Linked DNA regions of Gossypium hirsutum: region 2 is linked to region 1. Evidence: chromatin contacts called from public Hi-C data. All regions are on one chromosome and are shown on one strand. Each heading gives the region's core, a stretch centred on a gene start, on an enhancer-like site or on the middle of the called end of the contact. The rest is flanking DNA. Distances are from core to core; before and after follow the strand shown.

Region 1 (2,945 bases), core at 262-2,761:
ATACATAAAATCACATACCACGCATGTACCTTAAAATCTACAATAAAATCATCCCATACTAAATATATAAAATGAAAGATTAATAAAATCATACACATAAAATTATGTTTGTGACTCTTTCTTTAGTTTCTTTTGTTATATAAATTATATATTTATTAATTTTTCTACATTAAAATTTTAAATTGCTCCTTTACCTTGGTTAAAGTTTAAATATTATATTTAGTTAATAAAAAAATTAAAGTTGGCAAAAATTATATATATATTTAACATTATTCATGCACCGTCACTTGATGTGTAATGTTTCGGTTGGTGCAATCAGTACAGGTTAAAGTTTACATCGGTGTAAAAAAAAAGAAAAAGAAATGATCTTTTCGATTTATTTCTAGAACGGTGCGCATTGGGTAGTGTAATTGGAATCGATGCGGAACCAACTACATTGATCCAAAGTAAGGCCTTATTTAATATTGCTTACAAAAAAAAAACAATTTTAGCTTGAAAAACACTTTTAGAACAAAGTTGTACTAAACAATTTACTTTTGGCTGAAATATTTTACTTTTCAAAAGCTCTTTTAAAAAACAGAAGCTAAATTTTTAGCTTTTTCTCTACCAAAAGTACTTTTGATATTTAATTATTTTTTTACCTCTCCAACAACATGATACTTTTCCTTTTTTTTTCTTGGTGTTAAATTACAAATGTGTTAAAATTATAAATTAAAAATAAAAAAAGTATTTTTTAAAATAATACAAATGTATTAATATTTAATTATTTAAAATATAGTTTATATATTTTAATTAAATTTTATAAATAATTAAAATTATTTTTTATATTCTTACTAAAATATAATAATATTAATTAATTTGAACATTATTTAAATTCATATTTGTTACTTTATAATACCAGGTCTAAAATAAACATTTTGTTTCTTAAAAGTATATTTTGACAGCAATACTAAACACTCGTATCTTAAACTAAACTTCTGGAAAACAATGTTAAACTAACCTTAGAAGGATAATAAGAAGGAAATAAGACTAGGGTCTCAATACTAGCAAGCTATATGAGTTGAACTCAAAAAATTTAAATTTGATTGAACTATCAGTCGAGCATTACAATGCTTTGATTCAAATAACTAGGTTTATGAAAATTTAATTATTACAATCTATTGAACGAGAACATATTGGATTAAATTAACCCCACATTTGGAGTTCAACCATGCAAAATGAGAATTGATAAGGGATCCAAACCAGAATGTTATTCTATAGTCGCGTCAACTATACTTATTTTCACTCCAAGGAGAACCCTTTACGCACGCCCACAAGGCCGCACGCGCGCACCTCCCAAGTCCAAAACAGTGAAAAGAAGGGTACCAACTTAAACTGTCCGCCTATTAATAGCCTAACACCACTCGCCAATTCACACGCGCAACGATTAAAATTTTAATTCATAAAGTAAAAAAGAAAAAAAAAAATCCTTACTGCCTTTTATTTACCAAAGGCCTGATTGCTTCAGAGTTCAGCCTTCGCACTCTCTTATATGTCGGCATGTTTCACAATTTATAAAAGAAAAGAAAAAAAAAGAAAGCTATTTTTTGCTCTGCTTTTGCTTTGCCTTTCGCTTTGGTTCTGTGGTTTCCAGGCGACAAGTGTTTTTTTTTCCTTCTCCTTGATCCCATAAAGTTTCTTTCTTTTTTTCTTTTCTTTTTTCTCGTCGGATTCTAGAAAACAGAACGATGAGCTTCGAATGAGCTGAGGAGCAGTTTTTAATGTTCCATGCAGTTAGTTCTTTACGGTTTCGGCTACTTTTAAACTGATTCAACTCTGGAATCTGATTTATTCCTTTGGAGAAGTAAATGCTTTCATGTGATTGAAAATACCCAACATTTCAAAAGCTTTTTACCAAGCTAATCAAAGCGAAAGAACAAGGTTTTTGGCCTTTGGTTTTGCTTTCTAAGTTAGGGTTTTAGTTCTTTTTTGGGATTTGTGATTTATTAATGGAAGCTGCGGCGTTTCCTTAAGCGCGTCTGTAGTGATTTTCCTACCAAGGGATGCCGCTAAAATGATTCTTCTTTGAACCGTTGTGGTTTGATAGCTAAAAGACTAGAGGTAACTATATGGTGAAGAAAGTTGATTTCTTTTCTGTGTTTTGTTGGAGCATAAGAAGTGATTGTGTTCCTTAGAGATTTTTCTTTTTGTAAAAAAAATAAAAATTATCCGAGATTGTAAACATGAAGGCTCCACCAAATGGATTTATGGCAAATTCTGCAGAAGGTCTGATTTCTCTTACTAATTCTTTTTTTTTCTTCTTTTAGCTCTGATTCAGCTTTTTTTTTTCTGGGTCGAAATAGCCTTTGGGTTCTACGCAGTCTGGGATTTTCTTGATTATTAGTTTATAAATTTGGTTATTTTTCTATGTCATCCATTCCCGTCTAAGTTGTTTTTAGTTTAAATAAATTATTGCTCAGTATTAGTCTTGTTTTAATGCTCTACATTTGTTCATGTAAATTGTCATATCTCTTTTTGAGAAATCCTATAAATCCCATTTTCATAAAAATGGAAAGAAGCACTTAGCAAGACTAAAAGTAAAATTTAATGTAACTGAGTGGCAACTTTCCTCATTCTAATGGGGGAAGGTTTGGGTTTGGGATCATTTATCATTTGCAAATTTAAGGTTAAAAAGAAAGAAAACATACAACAATTATACTTTTGTCGAGTTCAAATATGAAGTATTAAGTATTATATAAGAATATTCATGATAACTTTTTTGATACCAGGCAATTGGGGATTTGTTGCTTCGATACCATAAAGTTAATTGTTGCCTTGTCTATCGTTCAATTTTGGACGAATATGGATATTGAGAATTTTTTTTGGAAGTTGATGCTTTTTAATAATTCTGATGACTTTCTCTTTGTTTGTGGTTTTGTGGGATGTTTGATAATATTCTGATTGGT
Region 2 (2,945 bases), core at 232-2,731, 67 kb before region 1:
TAATAAAAAATTACTTGAGTAACAATATAGTTTAGCCTAAAATGTATTAGAGAATTTGAGTTGTGTGATCCTTAACCAAAAGAGGCAAGGTGGAGCATGAAACGCGTTGACGAAGTGAGGCCAAGGAAAATAAAAGCAGCGATGGCTAGGGGTGTTCAATCTGTTAACCGACCCAAACTACCATTAATCAAATTAATCGACCTTTTTAAACCCTTAACTGTTAACCGAACCGAAATTTTTTTAAAAAATATTAATCGAACCGAACTTTTTCGGTTAATTCGGTTGGTTAACTTAATTAACCGAAATTTATATGTTTTCTTATTTTTGGTTAAAACAAGTATAAAACATATAAAAGAATTAACCAACTTAACTGACCGATTAATTTATATTTTCAAAAAATTTAACCGAAACGACCGAATACTTTTATATTATAATATTATTTATTAAATTCGATTAACCAATCGATTTCGAACTGAATTAACTGTTAATTGAATTTCTAAAAAATTATTACCCGAAATTTGTACACCCCTAATGATGACGGATGAGGCGTAGAAGCCCCCACGTCAAGTGGGCGCACAATCCATTGGGTCCACTTTTATTTTATCTGTATTTGATTGTAGGAGTAGGCCGATCCATCTCCCGTGATGTGAAGTGCCCCCAGTCGGTGCTCCTCGCATACCCTCATTTCAATGCCCACTTTTAAGTTACAATTAATTAATTAATTAAAATAAGACATAATTCTTGAAATTTGGTTGAAAAATTAGGTTGGGGGAAGTAATTTTGAGGACCTTCCCTGGAAGCGTTTTGTTTGACTTGAGCATCAAAGGCGGTCCCCAAAATTAAACTCCAAACAAAACATAGTTTTCCAAATAAATATTAAGGAGTACAATATACGGATAAAACACATGGCCCCTTCCCTTTCACTCATTATTAACAATCATTTACGTACAATGTCAACCATTTTTGTTTTATAACAATCTAAGATGGAAACAATACACTTGGATTATTACATTTTAAGTATTTTTTTTATTCGACAATCAATAATTATATCAATTTTCAGTTGAAATACTTTTAACTTTTGACAGTAATTGGGAGCATGTCTACATTCAAATTGCCTTCTCTTTAGGGAATTAATATAAGAAAGAAAGGTTTTCTTATATATATAAAAATTGTAAAACGTAATTATTTAATTAATGGCATGTTGCGGTCATGTCAGATTCCGAAGCCGACAAGTCCATTATTTGATAAATGAATGAGGCATATTTATTTATAAACACTATATTATAGGAGTTCATTAGTACAAAAAAGAATAATATTATAGGAGGTCATTGTGAATCGTGGCTCCCCCACGTGAACCGGAATAATATATAATATCCAAAACATACGTACACAATTAGATTCCAGCAGTGCAACGCAGATGCAGCCTACAAAATTAAAAGATACATAGATGAGAGAGCTGCACCTGTCCTAACCCTACTATTTACTATTACTATTCTTTGTCGGTGTGACGTGACAATGAAACTTAGAATTCAGTTCCTGTGAGGTCCCACCCTAACTTTGCCCTCAACTCCGAATGGACAAAACGCCACCTCAAGTTGTAAAAATCAACTATGGTTCTTCTCTAAATTGGAAAATTGGAGAAGCTGGGGTGGCTGCAATTGCCAGGAACGGCAATGGAGATATTGCAGATAGAACCAACTCGTTGATGCATGTGTCTACGGCATTAGCGGCTGAAGCCCAAGCTATAAGGCTGGGTTCCATACTTGCGGCTGATAACAACTGGCAGTCTGTGGAATTTGAACCTGACAATCTTCAACTCATTCAATGCTTATAAAAAAAGAACCAGTGCCCTTGGGAGATTTTTGGAATTGCTGTAGATATTCTATCGATAGTTTCTAGAGTTAATGATGTATCGTTTAAGTTTATCAAAAGGAACTGTAATCGAGCTGTTGACTGGATCGCAGGAAAAACTAGGATTCATTCTTGTCCATCAAACTGGGCTCAAGTTCCACCTGTGGAACTAGTAACACTATATTAATCTGGTTCCTATTGAATGAAAGATTTGTTGAACAAAAAAAAAACTTAGAATTCGGTCTTTGATTGTTTATTTTAGTTAATATTTTGATTACTCATCCATTAAATCATTATTAGAATGTTGGTATGACTTTTTTTTATCATTTTAATAATAAAATTAACCTTTCAATGTTTACAGATTCTATCAATTCAGTCTTAATTTTAAAAAATTCGACAAATTTAACCATCAATTTTATACACATGATTTAAATGTTTATTTAAAATTAAAATTAAAATTAAAATTAAAAAATTTGACAAATTTAACCATCAATTTTATACACATGTTTACAGATTCTATCAATTCAATCTTAATTTTGTCAATTTAATATTGATTCTTAAAAATTCAAAATTAAAATTAAGAAACTTTAAAAATAAAAATGAACATGATTATAAAAATACATATAAAATTATAATAAATGAATAACCATTTTCTCTTTTTCTAACATGAAATTTATTTGTTAAACCAATAATTATATAAATAAAAAAATTTTCTTAAAAATCTCACAAACAGTACTTAAACTAAATTCAAACGTTTCCTTTTTTTTATTCTATAAATAATAATTTGTTTATCATACACCTAGCCTTATTCCTTAATCTTCGTCAAATTTGTCGAATGTTGGGAACTGTGTTTGCCTACAACCACTGGCATCAATAATTCTTACTTTGAACTCCTTGACTTTCACATTCTCTATTGTTGTGTCATCATACCAGGAAACAGTTGTGGAGCTCTCTACATGGCCTTCCACCTACTGGGTATTCAAGACCTCATCCTCGCATATATATTCTCAATCATCCCCGCCCTCAAGCACAGCATCAAACACAAAAAACACGTTCTGGCAACAACTTAAAAATATTAATTCTTACCTTTTTCA

What was found. A called contact is a pair of places that touch in the nucleus more often than the background predicts.
Region 2: a Hi-C map of callus shows a contact between it and region 1, with 2.3 times the contacts expected there. The contact joins the enhancer-like site here to the promoter of LOC107901036 in region 1. A contact is called at or near these places in 8 of 34 Hi-C or Micro-C datasets (anther, callus, hypocotyl and 1 more).

What each region holds. Positions count from the first base shown.
Region 1 is chrD06:15,271,953-15,274,897 of Gossypium_hirsutum_v2.1, reverse strand. LOC107901036 (auxin response factor 7) reads left to right here and starts at 1,511. Exons shown (of 13, transcript XM_016826866.2): 1 at 1,511-2,265. The coding sequence starts at 2,223.
Region 2 is chrD06:15,339,112-15,342,056 of Gossypium_hirsutum_v2.1, reverse strand. No RefSeq gene overlaps it. Among protein-coding and RNA genes, the nearest start is that of LOC121218775, 11 kb to the left of the region's middle. Within about 2 kb of position 1,481, at least 4 of the 9 cell types and tissues checked have an H3K27ac peak or open chromatin away from gene starts, as enhancers often do. A contact at or near this core is called in hypocotyl and leaf, where this site is marked.